Linked DNA regions of Zea mays: region 1 is linked to region 2. Evidence: chromatin contacts called from public Hi-C data. All regions are on one chromosome and are shown on one strand. Each heading gives the region's core, a stretch centred on a gene start, on an enhancer-like site or on the middle of the called end of the contact. The rest is flanking DNA. Distances are from core to core; before and after follow the strand shown. Region 1 holds the start of LOC100216981 (Stomatal closure-related actin-binding protein 1). Region 2 holds the start of LOC100284298.

Region 1 (6,652 bases), core at 1,939-4,438, 170 kb before region 2:
GCATTTTCACTCTTCGTGCTTCTTGAACTTCTTCCTTCAGTTCATCGACATCCTAAAGAGGTAATAGCAGCAAGTGGTTATCATGTATTCACATCTCAGATGGAAAAAAATCTTAGAACAAACATCTGGAGACTGAATGAAGTGCACCAACACTTAAAATATATGAACAGCTAATATCTAGAGTTTAAGGCTAGCAACTTCAGTTAAATGAACTAAAATGATAAAAGTAAGATGTCACAGTTGGGCAGGTAGATGGTTAAGATAATAAGTAAACAATCAATGCTGTAGGTTACCATTTGCATTTTGTTGATACTCACTAGCAACTTTAAATTTCCATAATAAGACATGTCTACAGATAGTTGAGAAGAAATACTAAGAATCAGAGGGCAATAAAGACATTAGCACAAATAAGTAAATAGGGAGGATGTGGTTTCGTATCTTAGCCCATGTATTCAAAGTGATCTAGGAATAGTATGAAGGCGCCGCAATAGTTTTGAAGAAACCAGAGGGGCGGAGCTCTATTCAATCTCTAGAAATCACTAACCTGCTTCCCAGTTCTTTGAGAAAAAAGTTCCTGCTCTTTAAGTGCTGATTGAATTTTTTGTACAGAAGCTTTAGCACTTTCTATCTCCAACCGAGCATTGGCTCTTTCTTCGTCAATAATTCTCTTGGCATCTGTAGAAGCCTATTTGCAAGACCGGAAAAAGATAATAGTGCTTGAGAAGAATGAACAGAATGCAACATCAAACGGATAGAGCTTGAGTGTGCTTCTATATAAGAAAATAATATCACAGGACAAAAAACATGGAGACATCTATCTAAGTACTGCCCCTTAGGAATGGCCGCAATCCCTGTTGTAATTTGTTCTTTCTTTTTTAGTTCTTGTAACTTTTACCCTCTTTTTAATATATAGTTAATCAGTAGAGACCCGATCCCTCCTGTTACCTCAAGAAAATATACAGACAATCAACATTAAATGTCCCGTGATACTAAAATTAGCTTCTCACATGTACTGGTATCCTAATGGTCACATCTCATATCAAGAAAAAGGGAACATATCAGGTGCATATATTAGATCATGATCATCTATCTCAGATCATCATAGCATGAAGGTATGAAGTTGGTGCTAGAAATTTGAACTGACCAGTTTCAGCGTGTCTGCAATTTTTGTGACCTCTGTTTTTTGCCGGAGCAACTCATCTTCTCTTTTGGATAGCTCAATGGCTAAAATATCCACCTATGAAAGTTTGAAACTATTAAAGTGTCTACAAAAGTGATAAATTTAGCACATAGCTAAATATATACATATGATAGGAGGTAAACAAGCCGTCAAATTCAAAAGTAATAAACATTGACCAAAATAACAACATTGTTGCAAGATCTGGTTATGTTTAAAGCGAGAAACCAACCATAGATAGAGACTCCACGATTTCATCTTTATTTTTGCCCCCTACTCGACCTCTCAGCGATTCCAACACACTTTTAAGATCCTTTAGAAGGATGTCCCGCTCCAATAAAGCCGCATGTCTCCATTTAGCCTGTGTGTTAAAAGCAATTAAAATGGAATATACAATAATTGAATATTTTTCCACCTTGTGTTAATACTCCAGTTTATAGTTACGCTGCTAGTCTGCTACTACACTAACAACAGAAGGGGTACTAATAGAACCATATAGTCTGCTACTACAGCTAAAGAGTTTGTATGTGTACAACATGGAGGCCTAGCCCGGTAAACAGATCTAAAAATAGGGAAGTCAACTTGACCAAATTTTAAACAGGTATCAAGGAACTAAACGGCTAGTGTCCAGACCTCATTAGACAGCAAGGTAGCTGTGTTAAAGCCCTTCTCGAATTTCATGGTGAGCTCTCGGACTGAAGGGCGCTGACACCTATCAAGCAGATCTGTTGCCTCCTTGGCAACGGCCTCCTTGAGAGATGGCATTTCTGGGCCATCGGCCAATTTGATAACAATCCCATTCGAACCATTCTTGTAGGTGGGGAATTTATTTCTGATGATGTTTGCTGGACGCAGTGGCCCTGAGCCGAAGAGCTCGCTCTGCTTCCGCCGTCCGAAATCGATAGTCGAAGCTCGAGTCATCTACAAGAAATCCTCGACCCTGGCTGCACAAAAGTGAGAGAATTAGTGCACCAAAAAATAGCAATTGGACCCAGCTAAAAGTGCCATTCAAGGGATAGCTAAAATTAACAGCAAAATAAAGCTGCAATGCAGAACCTGAGAGAAGACAAAAGGCGGGGAAGCCAGAAGAGCAATTACAACGCATAGGTGAATGCTTGTGCTAGCAGATAAAAACTGCGACCCTTATGAGATGCGATGCGCAAAGGATCACATGACAATGGAGTACTGCCCAGCACTAGTCCACTGAACAGGAATCCAAATCCACCGCGGAAGCAATAGCTAGTTCAGGAGAACCGAGCAGCGCTACTAACATGAGTGCCTTGAACTCCACTCAACGGGACAGTTAGACAGCAGGACTAGCCAGTGCAAGCTTGTCCACCGAGTTGGGAGGACTTCCATGTACGGCCCTGCAGTGTTAATCAACCAGAAAAGGGACTACCGGACGAACTACTAGGATGGTCGAAAGCGAAATTTTGGCATACATACAGCAGCGAACAGGCACGCGTTGGAATTCCCGAACGAAGTGTAAAAAAAATTTAAAAAAAGAACAATGCAGTTCTTAGGGGAGGCAAAAAGGCCATGCTGAAACGCATTGGCCTAGCAAATATGTAGTACTCGAGTGGCGGCACCGGCACCTAGTCGATCCACAGCTTCACTTCACACGAAACTTGACCTCGAAGTGGTACCTCAGCTCAGAGGCAACCAACACCGGACGATGAGGTACAGCCGTACGGCACCCACCGTTTCCGGCCATTTTCCTTCCGCATAAGCCGCGTTGGTACTTGGTAGATACAGGAAGTTGGCACCTGAAACCCCGTGAGGACTGAGAATGCGAGCAGCTTAGCTTCTCCCGGTGGCGGCGCGGAGGGCAGTGGTGGATACGGACGAGGTTGCATCGGAACAAGCGGAAATGTGGAACCCATCAGAGAGAACGAGGCGTGCGTTTCCTTACCAGCGGGAAGGAGAATGCCGCCGGAGCACACGAGGGAAGGGGAGGGAGGATCCGCGGAGGGGCGGCGACGCGGGGCGAGCTTTGGAATGAGAAGGCGGGAGCGGATGGATACCGAGGAGGAGGAGGAGGAGGAGCGGGCAGGCTGGAGTAGAAGATCCGGCGGAGCCAGTGAGCCAGCCAGTACTGAAGTCAGGCAGGCGAGGCGAGGGTGCGATCCGGACCGGAACGGGACAGATGCGCCCGACCTGACCGGAGTGGGCCCCCACCTACTCCCACGGCCCGCAAAGCAAAGCGGACCACCCAGCACGTTGCGCCGAGGGATTCGGGATCCTCCCTCCGCGGAGCGTCGGATCCCGATCGGACGGAGTGGATTCGGGGTAGGGGAGCGTCTGTGGAGCGGTGCGGTGCCCGGAGATGGCGGGCGTCAACGTGGCGTGGGCCCGAGACGCTGGCGACTGGCGGCCACCACCGGCCTGCTCTGAAACTTTTTCTGTATGGATGGATTGGGATGGGAAGAGTAGACCTATCCTATTCCTATGCACAAGGTTGGGTTGGGTCACAAGGTCACCGATTATCCTTAAACAACAGCCACTACCGTTGGCTAGCCCGGCCATCATGAACATGAACCCATTCAACGTCCATGGACCATGGATGGGGCTAGAACTGATGTCAAAATGATCTGTTTTGGTTCACTGGTTCAGGGATGGGACAACGGTAACATAAAAAGAGACGGTTCTGATGCTCGGGAGTACTGTACTACTTCCTAGTGATTTTCCTTTGAATCCTACCCCTGCATGCAGCCGCCACTCGAACTGCTTCTGCTGCTGCTGCTATACTACCGTGGCATGCAGCTGTCCCAGAAGCCAGAACCCATTGTCCAAACACGACACGTGTGAGAAGAGAAGAGTTGGAACAAGGAACAGAGCCGCAGGAGGAGGGGGGAATCGTGATCCAAACAGGATGGCCTGATCCGGTTGGACGGCACGGCACGGACCGGTGAGCGCGGCGGGGTGGGGGGAAATGAAAATCCGGGAGCACTCGACTTCTCAGACGCAACAAGGGGCGCTGGCGCGCAGCTGTCAAGCAAGCAAAGAGCGCAGAGCAGGAAGTCGTTGGAGTCCACGAGCGCCGCCCAAGTGCGGTCCGGAAACTTGTGGGCGACAATGTGTCTTGCGGTCTCCTGCACGCCCAGCCACCGCCGATACTGGCTGGAGTCACGGTCGTTGCGGTCGGTGTCGCGTCGGAGATCTCCATGTATGTACTTATGCGTATCCGACTCTTTCTATCGCATTGGCGTTGGATAATCCAATTTACGGCGAATATTAATTTACATGCACTATGCACCAGCTAATTCAATTCAAAATCTTATACTACTAAAAAGATATGGATAAATTACTTATATTATATTTTAACATTATCCCTCATGAAAAAAGAAGCGAGTAATAATTATTCTATTTTAATTGATTCAAACTTACGACTTCTAATTATGATATCATATTAAGTTGTATATAATAATAAGTTCAACTTAAAAGATTAAGCTGATTGAAAGAAATAGATAATTAACTTATATTATTATATTCTAGTACTGCAGAGCACATCCCCTATGACACATATCCTCGACCGGCCCTCTCCGCTGTTCTGTTCCCTACTTCCCTCACCGCCTCTCAGCTGACCTGAGCACGGCGGAGCTGACGCCGCCCTGTCCATGGGTGCGCCTGCGCGTGCGGCCATCAGACCAAAAAAGAAAAAGTTGCCCGCCGCCGTTTAGGTGCAGCGTTCGTACTTGTACTGCTGCTACTGGTCCCCAATGCCTCTCTCGCACGCTACAACATCGCTGCTGTGGCACATGAGCTGTAGCTACAGCACTTCCAAGCGTCCAACGGTTCAGATGAATAATGTTTAGACACACACTCTCTCTCGGTCTCTCCCTCTCAGACGTAGAAGAACTCTACCGGCAATTCGCTTCATATTAAATCTAGCTATTCGTACTGCTATTACTGCTCTAATATATAGAGACAAAATACTGTAAAAATAATAGAATCTATTTCGGATTAAAACCAAGCGAACAACTCGCTAAACTACGCTACATCCGTTCTCAAATCTCGTAGGTTGTAGGCTCCTCTGAAAAATGGCTCCGGCTTCAACTCCTTCAAAGAAGTATCTCTTCAATAGACGCATTGTCTTTTACAAAATCAAAATGGTTTGGTAAAACAACTCCTCTATACTTTTTATTTGATGGTACATGGAGAAAAAAAAAAATCCAAGAGGCTTGCAAACCCTGTGCCTGAAACTATGATGCTGACTGAAACAAATAAATTTCAACACTGCAACCATCTCAAGCCCGAAGAGAATTGCATTTGCATCACATCCTTATCAGATCACACGAACGGCTTGGACAAACTTCTACACATAAAGCTTGAAGCGCGCACTTGCAAAAGATTCTCCTGCAACACATTCCATGGTTGGGTGAACGCATGCGGAAGGCAAGTTTGCGCGTGCGCTCGGGCTCCAGGAACGCAACCTTGAAGAACGGCGGTTGGCTGCGTGAGTGTGGGAGGCTGAGCTGAATTTTTTACATTTTAACCATTTTTATTAAAAAATTATCGTTTTAAACCTTCGGAAAAACTAATTCTAGATTTAGACCTTTACTCGGCGCCATAAGCCATGGCACCGAGGTGCCTGCTCCGCTAGACGGGTCGAGTTGGCAACCGATGTGACACCTAGCTAACGTCATAAATCTTGACGTCGAGGTAGGATGTGGCTTACGTGGTGTGGACTATGCTGAGTTAGAGGTGACACTGTGATCGAGAAGAGAGAACAGCGATACAAAGCTAGCTAGGCGTAGAAGCCGGTGCTGTCACCGTTGATGAAAATGGCAGGGCTCCGTCCCATCGAGATCAAAGAGCCATTCCAAATGGCCTCTAAGCTTAACTTCTCCGTTTTTATCTGAGTTTATAAAGATAGTCTTGCATTGATGGATAAATCATAGATGTGGTAGCATCCTGAAAAAACAAAAACGAGCGCCAGAACCAAATGGCCATTTTTTATACGCACAAATCGAAATAGGAAGAAAAAAAAACAGAAATCTAGTGGCCGTGCATAGCCTACCTCCCTTTCTACGCAGTGCTTTCCTGATATATGAGCATGCAACTGATCACCTCTAGTTTCTAGTTTTTCTAAAGGCTATCTAGCAGAAATAAAAGATGTGGACTCAAAGAAAAGAAACATATTTCAACGGGACAGCATAGGAATATCCAATAAAACGATGGAAACCACAAATGATGGATGGGGGCAGCATGAATACTTTTAGGGTCTGTCAGGAACTAAAGCAAGTGTGGCTAAAGTTTAGTTACTTTTGCTTTAGGTCCTAGGATCTGAACAGGCAGGGGCGGATTTGGGGCTCGGACTATCTAGGTCGTGGCCCGGTGTGTAGCCCAAAAATCTTTTTGTATATAGGTCTTTTTTCAACAAAAAAATCTAACGCAAAATACATTTCAGTCTAAAAATATGGCCCAAAAGACCTCCTATTTGCACCGATTGAGCCTAGCGCCGGCGGCCTCCCT
Region 2 (6,682 bases), core at 3,613-6,112:
CAGGCTACCTTTGCGTTAAATGCTCCTGCGACTCGGTCGGTCGGTGCGGCGATTTAGTTAGGGTTGCTTCTTAGCGAAGGCAAGGCCTCGGGCGAGCCGGAGATGTGTCCGCCGTTAAAGGGGGGCCTCGGGCGAGACGGAAATCCCTCGGGGTCGGCTGCCCTTGCCCGAGGCTAGGCTCGGGCGAGGCGTGATCGAGTCGCTCGTATGGACTGATCCCTGACTTAATCGCACCCATCAGGCCTCTGCAGCTTTATGCTGATGGGGGTTACCAGCTGAGAATTAGGCGTCTTGAGGGTACCCCTAATTATGGTCCCTGACAGTAAGAGAGCTGAGAGCCGCCGTCGTCACAGAGCATGCGGGGCGCCATCATTGCCTATCTGGCGGAGCTAGCCAGATGGGACACCGGTCTTGTTCTCTGCGGCCCGAGTCAGCTCGGGGTAGGGTGATGATGGCGCTTCCTGTTGACGTGGCTGGCCTGCGCCCTAGGTTGGGCGACGTGGAGGCTCCTCCGAAGCCGAGGTCGAGTCTGTCTTCCATGGCCGAGGCCGAGCCCGAGCCCCTGGGTCGAGCGAGGCGGAGGTCATTCAGCAGAGGCCAGGGCGGAGTCCGAGCCCTGGGGTCGAGCGAAGCGGAGTTCGTCGTCTTCCGGGGCTGAGCCCGAGTCCGAGCCCTGGGTCGGGCAGAGCGGAGTTCGTCGTCTTCTGGGGCTGAGCCCGAGTCCGAGCCCTGGGTCAGGCGAAGCGGAGTTCGCCGTCTTCCGGGACTTAGCCCGAGTCCGAGCCCTGGGTTAGGCGGAGCGGAGTTCGCCGTCTTCCGGGACTTAGCCCGAGTCCGAGCCCTGGGTCGGGCGGAGCGGAGTTCGCCGTCTTCCGGGACTTAGCCCGAGTCCGAGCCCTGGGTCGGGCGGAGCGGAGTTCGCCGTCTTCCGGGACCTAGCCCGAGTCCGAGCCCTAGGTCGGGCGGAGCGGAGTTCGCCGTCTTCCGGGACCTAGCCCGAGTCCGAGCCCTGGGTCGGGCGGAGCGGAGCTTCCTATGGTGCCTTTGGCAGGGCCTGACTGCCTGTCAGTCTCACTCTGTCAAGTGGCACTGCAGTCGGAGTGGCACAGGCGGCGCTGTCTTTCTGTCAGGCCGGTCAGTGGAGCGGTGAAGTGACGGCGGTCACTTCGGCTCTGCCGGCGTGCGTCAGGATAAAGGTGTCAGGCCACCTTTGCGTTAAATGCTCCTGCGATTCGGTCGGTCGGTGCGGCGATTTAGCCAGGGTTGCTTCTTAGCGAAGGCAGGGCCTCGGGCGAGCCGGAGATGTGTCCGCCGTTGGAGGGGGGCCTCGGGCGAGACGGAAATCCTCCGGGGTCGGCTGCCCTTGTCCGAGGCTAGGCTCGGGCGAGGCATGATCGAGTCGCTCGAATGGACTGATCCCTGACTTAATCGCACCCATCAGGCCTTTGCAGCTTTATGCTGATGGGGGTTACCAGCTGAGAATTAGGCGTCTTGAGGGTACCCCTAATTATGGTCCCCGACACATATGTAGCATTTAACTGTTTGTGAGGACTAAGAAACAACATACTGTATAACTTCATTTAAAATGGGGTCTCTTAAAAAGTCTTTAAGGCCAAATGAAAAAAGTATAAAATAAGTATAAGAGACGATCTTCGTGAAGAGCACACGTCTCTACCAAACTCTATATATTATTTTTAACTATATTTATGATTTAATAATTCAATTTGTATCATACAGTTTTATGGCCCCTTTGGCAGGGCTCTGGCTTCTCTTAAAACGGCTTTGGCTCTGGCTCACGAGGTGAAGCCACTTCTTTAGATGAGTCAAAGCCATTCTGAAAAATCATTTGGCAAAACGGCTTATAGATTGTTTTCAGAAAGACCCTTGTATAGTTTGGACTGGTGGGAGGGCTATTGTGCGTGGCTAGGGATTGAGGGCAGGACCAAAAAAAAATTTGGACTGGTGGGAGGGCTATTGTGCAAAAATGACGTGAGCTGAAGCCGGGTGAGCCAATTTTTTTGGCTCATGCCCCCTAGTTCATTTTGGAAAAGCACTTCACTTATGAAGCCATTTGAAAAGGAGGTGTTTGACACAACTTTTGCATGAGCTAGAGCCGAAGCTGAAAAATAAGTCCTACCAAAGGGGCCCTTAGTTATATGGAAAATCCTATCTAGAGGCTCTACATGAGTAGATGCCCTTACCACATTTCACCACATCTCATCTTACCTAATTTTGATGTTTTTAGTACTTCGGTCTCTAAATAATAAATTATTAGAGTTATTTTGAATCAAATATTTTTTTTAAAAAATCCACGTATCACATCAATATCATTAGGTACACCATAAAATAATTGATATTATAGATGTTCTCACTTTTTCCTATAAAATTAGAATTCGACTTACACGATTCTAAGCTAGAGTTAGTCAAACTAAACGGATTCTAGTTTATAAAGTTGGTCAAATTTAAATTAAGATAGTTCGACTTGTACGAATTTTCGAAATTAGAATTAAGAGGTTGTTTGGTTTCTAGAAACTAATTTTTAGTCTCACCACTTTATTCCATTTTAATCTCTAAATTGTCAATACATAAATTAAAATAGAGTTTTAGTTTCTATATTTAATAATTTATGCACTAAAATAAAGGAACTAAAAATTACTCTCTAGAAACCAAACACTCCCTAAATTATTTTGGGGATCGAGGGAGTAGCGCTATAGCAGCATGGCAACATCGCCTTTGATGATTGTGCAAAGGTTCACAAGTAATCGATCCCGTGCACCATAAGAAGTACATACTGTAAATCCAATCAACAGCCAACGTAAACTAGAGAGCATTGCAACCAGGGACAGAGTGGCGAACACAATATTAGGGAACCATTTTAAACGCAAAAGTTCGCTTGCAACAAGAAGCAGGCAATTATGATGTTTCATCACAAAATCTATGACATCACGACAGTTCAGAGTTCTTAGGGATTTTGATCCCAGAATCTGATACTACGCATCTCACACTAGAAGTCTAGAACCAACGACTAGTGACAGGCTTGCTGATGCTCTGAATCAGTCCACAAGTGTGCCCAAAATGTCGTGCTCTCTGAAGAGGAGGTACCTGAAGATTTTTCAGAAGAGGTTAAATGGCATTAAACAGAAGGAAAAAAACAATCTTCAATGATAAGAATCCAACAAACAGTTGACTTGGTATTTGCGACCACAACTGATTGTGTTGCCAGTTAGCGAACAAAGGTTAAGATGCATCATTTTTTTTCTAAGTCGCAAAAGGCATAGTTGACATGCAGTATCAAACAGCCTATCACCAACACAACATTTGACACAATTAAAACAGTCACTATCATGATTCCACATCATATCATGGGTTTGCCTGTTCAGCATATATTTTGATGATTTCATAGGACAGCAAATAATACAGCTGCAAGACATTTTTTATAAGTGCAACAGTTCTATTGTGTGCCTAATTGAGAAATTAATCATGCACTAGCAGTATAACACGACGTACGTACTGAAACAGAGAAGAATGGTTTTCTTACTCTTTATCAGCTGCAAGCTTAACTTCAGTTCCACCATACTCTGGCAGGAGAACAGTGTCACCTTCCTTCAGAGCAACTGGGATCAGATTGCCTGCCTTGTCGCGCTCACCAGGGCCAACAGCCACCACTTTAGCAGCATTCAGCTGCAACAAGAGCAACATTGTCAAGCAGAGAATTGATTCTACACCCACAATAATTAGTTTCTCCAGTCGAACACACCAAAATACAGTGCTGAATTGAATGCTAATTGATAAGTAAAATCCTTATTTGAATTCTGAAAGACAAGAAATACCGTCAAACAGGAAATCAATGGGATCCCACAGACAATAGCAAGTCATGTATCTTACTGAGGTACATTTTCAGGTAAAAACTTGAAAATAGCAAGTAATGTATCTTACTGAGATCCCACAGACAATGCGGTCAAAACAATGGGACAGAACAGTTTGGAACTGCAGGTAGCCATAAACATGCTAGTATTTCACAAGTACTCTAGTATATAAATCTACCCTTAATAAAAAAACATAACATGACTGCTTGAACGATAAAATTGTTATAGCTAAAGTTAAGAATGGCAGCCTAAACCAAGCAATCTGAATAACATAGAGCTAATCACAACCCAAACATACATAAATTCACCAGAGGGAGGAAGCATGGTGAGAAATTTTTAGCTGCTTACAACTATTGGTAACCTACAAAAGCGATCCAAATCGCCCAACTGCTGCAGCCGTTTTCAGTTCGGCAAGCGACGGCGCGGAACACCTTGCCCGACACCATGATCTAAACGTCCCGCCGGAAACTGAATCCCCTAAACTACTAAAAAACAACGTAGCGGACGATGGTGCTACCTGCTTGGATGTTTCCGGGAGGAGGATGCCGCCGGCGGTCTTCTTGGGCTGCACCAGCTTCTCAACCAGCACCCGGTTCAGAGATGGGAGCAGCCTCTTCGCCATCGCCGCCGTCCTCTTGTTACCCTTCTTCTTGCGCAGTAAGCCAAAAGGAAGAAAAAAAAAACTCGAAGCTTCCACTCGCCTCAACACCAACCGATCAGCCGGAGGTTTTAGGGTTTTATGGACAGACGCCGGCGCAGCGGAAAAATTACGAGCCTGCCCCTTTGAGATCGTTCGCCGCGCCAACGCAACGTGCGCCGGCCTCTCGGGTGCCCTCTAGAACGTTCCTCGTTAACTGATCTGGGCCGAGCCTCATGTATCCAGGTGGCCCACTGTCAAGCGTTTTGGAGCCCGCTAAGCATGAGCTTCTGCTTATTGATGTGTCGTTGAAAGCCCACGGACCATTTATCCAGCGGCCCAATCCAGCAGGTGGGTTAAGCTTGGGAGTTGGGAGTGACACCGCGGCACCTCCACTGCAGTAGTCTTGTTGCCGGCGGCGGCGGCGGCGGCGGCGCGGAGAAATTCGGCGAACGATGGCGGACTCCGGAAGCCTGAGGAAGCGGGAGGAGAAGGAAGAGGAGGACGACATTGTCTGCCTGGATCCTTCCTTCTTCGTGGACCGCAGGTATGCGCGTCGTCCGTTACCCGTCGGTTCGTTCTGTGGTCTAGCGTGGTGGAGAGCTGAGGATTGGTTTCGTTTGCTGGGTTTGTCGACGCGGGCAGCTACGAGATGACGACCTTCACCTTCGGATCCCACGAGTTGCGCCTCCTCTGCCTCCGCGCCGCTTCCAGTCAGTGCTTCTTACTCATCATAGATTTGTTCCTTGCACAGTAATGGATTTGTTTTGTAAAATGGGTTGTGGAGTTGTTCTACTATCATTTGTTAGCTTCATGAACTAAGGAGTATTTTTTTAGCTGCAAGGGTTTTGCACTAAACCATCTATTATTACAAATTCCAAAGAAACCCGTGAGCTAGTACAAGGCCAGGGTACTGGGGAGCTAGTATAAGGGTCGCTGGGTATGGTTGATAGAGTGCAGTATTTTACTGCTCAATATGTTCACCCATTTCTGGTATGGCTACCGGCAACACAACTGTTCTGTTTGATCCTGCAGTGCTTGTACAGTGGATGCAGTTATCGGTGATAAATTCTGCGCTTGCTGTTTCATTTGCTGAATCGGCTGTTACTGGAGCCTGTAGTATGCATATGCTATGCCCTGTTGCCTTGTTTCGATGTCGTGGTGCTCGAGATATTGTTGTGACAGGTGTTTTTGTTCATTTTCTTATTTTGGCTTTCATAGCAGCAACGTCGGATGTTCATTACACAATCATGAATCATGTGACGAAGGACCACTTTTACCTTACCTTGTATGAGAACCCCTCCTGTCATTCCAGTACTCTATATGGGGACACCAAAAGCCTCACATTCCTCGTGTTTAAACAAATAATAGGATTTCTTGTCACTAGATGACTGTTATGTCTTGTTCAATCCCTTCATGCTGTCTTTTATAGCCAATTGTCAACATAAAGATAAATTTTGGCTTCTAAAGTCCCGTTCCACTGGTTCTGTGATGATATGGATGATTTTATTTAAGCCTCAACATCACAGCATTAATTCTGTTGGTAGATTCCTCGCAGTATATGATGCCTGTTCTCATTGATTCCTTGTCATGGCAGCGCCACTGACAGGCAATTTAATGATTGATGCAGCTGATTTTGATCTTACTGGACAGTTAGTGTGGCCAGGGGCAGTCCTTATGAACAACTACCTATCTCAACACCCTGAAATTGTGAAGGGATGTTCAGTAGTTGAGCTAGGATCTGGGATTGGTGAGAGAATTCACTGTCGTGCTCCCTCGAGTCTTTGGTCGTATGAAAGCTGACTATATTATGACTTGCTGTAGGCATTACTGGCATATTGTGTAGCCGTTTCTGCAAGGAGGTTGTCTTGACTGATCACAATGATGAAGTTCTGGAGGCAAGGTTCAATTGTTTAGGAATTCATTCACTGATACCTCATAGCTTCATACAGAAATTATAGAACGAAGTACCATTGAGATTTTCGTTTTAGCAATTTTGTCTATTTAGATAAATGCATACAGTTTACAACAGATAGACAAGGACATGTGGCAATCTGTATGGCAATAGTCACTGCATACCTTTGTGTCCAGTGTACTGTCTCTGTCTTGAATGAAGTGCTAGAAGGGTGGTAGAGCATAAATGATGCAGTTACCTTTTATACTTGCATCATTCCTTATT

Evidence for each region. Hi-C and Micro-C count contacts between places; a contact is called where the count stands out from the background.
Region 1: a contact with region 2 is called in a Hi-C map of leaf, with 7 times the contacts expected there. The contact joins the promoter of LOC100216981 here to the promoter of LOC100284298 in region 2. A contact is called at or near these places in 2 of 25 Hi-C or Micro-C datasets (endosperm and leaf).

Annotation. Positions count from the first base shown.
Region 1 is chr7:178,514,057-178,520,708 of Zm-B73-REFERENCE-NAM-5.0, reverse strand. LOC100216981 (Stomatal closure-related actin-binding protein 1) reads right to left here and starts at 3,188. Exons shown (of 13, transcript NM_001143360.1): 1 at 3,090-3,188; 2 at 1,811-2,121; 3 at 1,410-1,538; 4 at 1,145-1,237; 5 at 545-685; 6 at 1-52. The coding sequence starts at 2,098.
Region 2 is chr7:178,341,388-178,348,069 of Zm-B73-REFERENCE-NAM-5.0, reverse strand. LOC100284298 reads left to right here and starts at 4,862. Exons shown (of 8, transcript NM_001157193.2): 1 at 4,862-5,050; 2 at 5,149-5,216; 3 at 6,134-6,253; 4 at 6,328-6,401. The coding sequence starts at 4,959. LOC100193174 (chaperonin) reads right to left here and starts at 4,626. Exons shown (of 3, transcript NM_001138329.1): 1 at 4,384-4,626; 2 at 3,539-3,681; 3 at 2,806-3,102. The coding sequence starts at 4,488. The coding sequence ends at 3,054.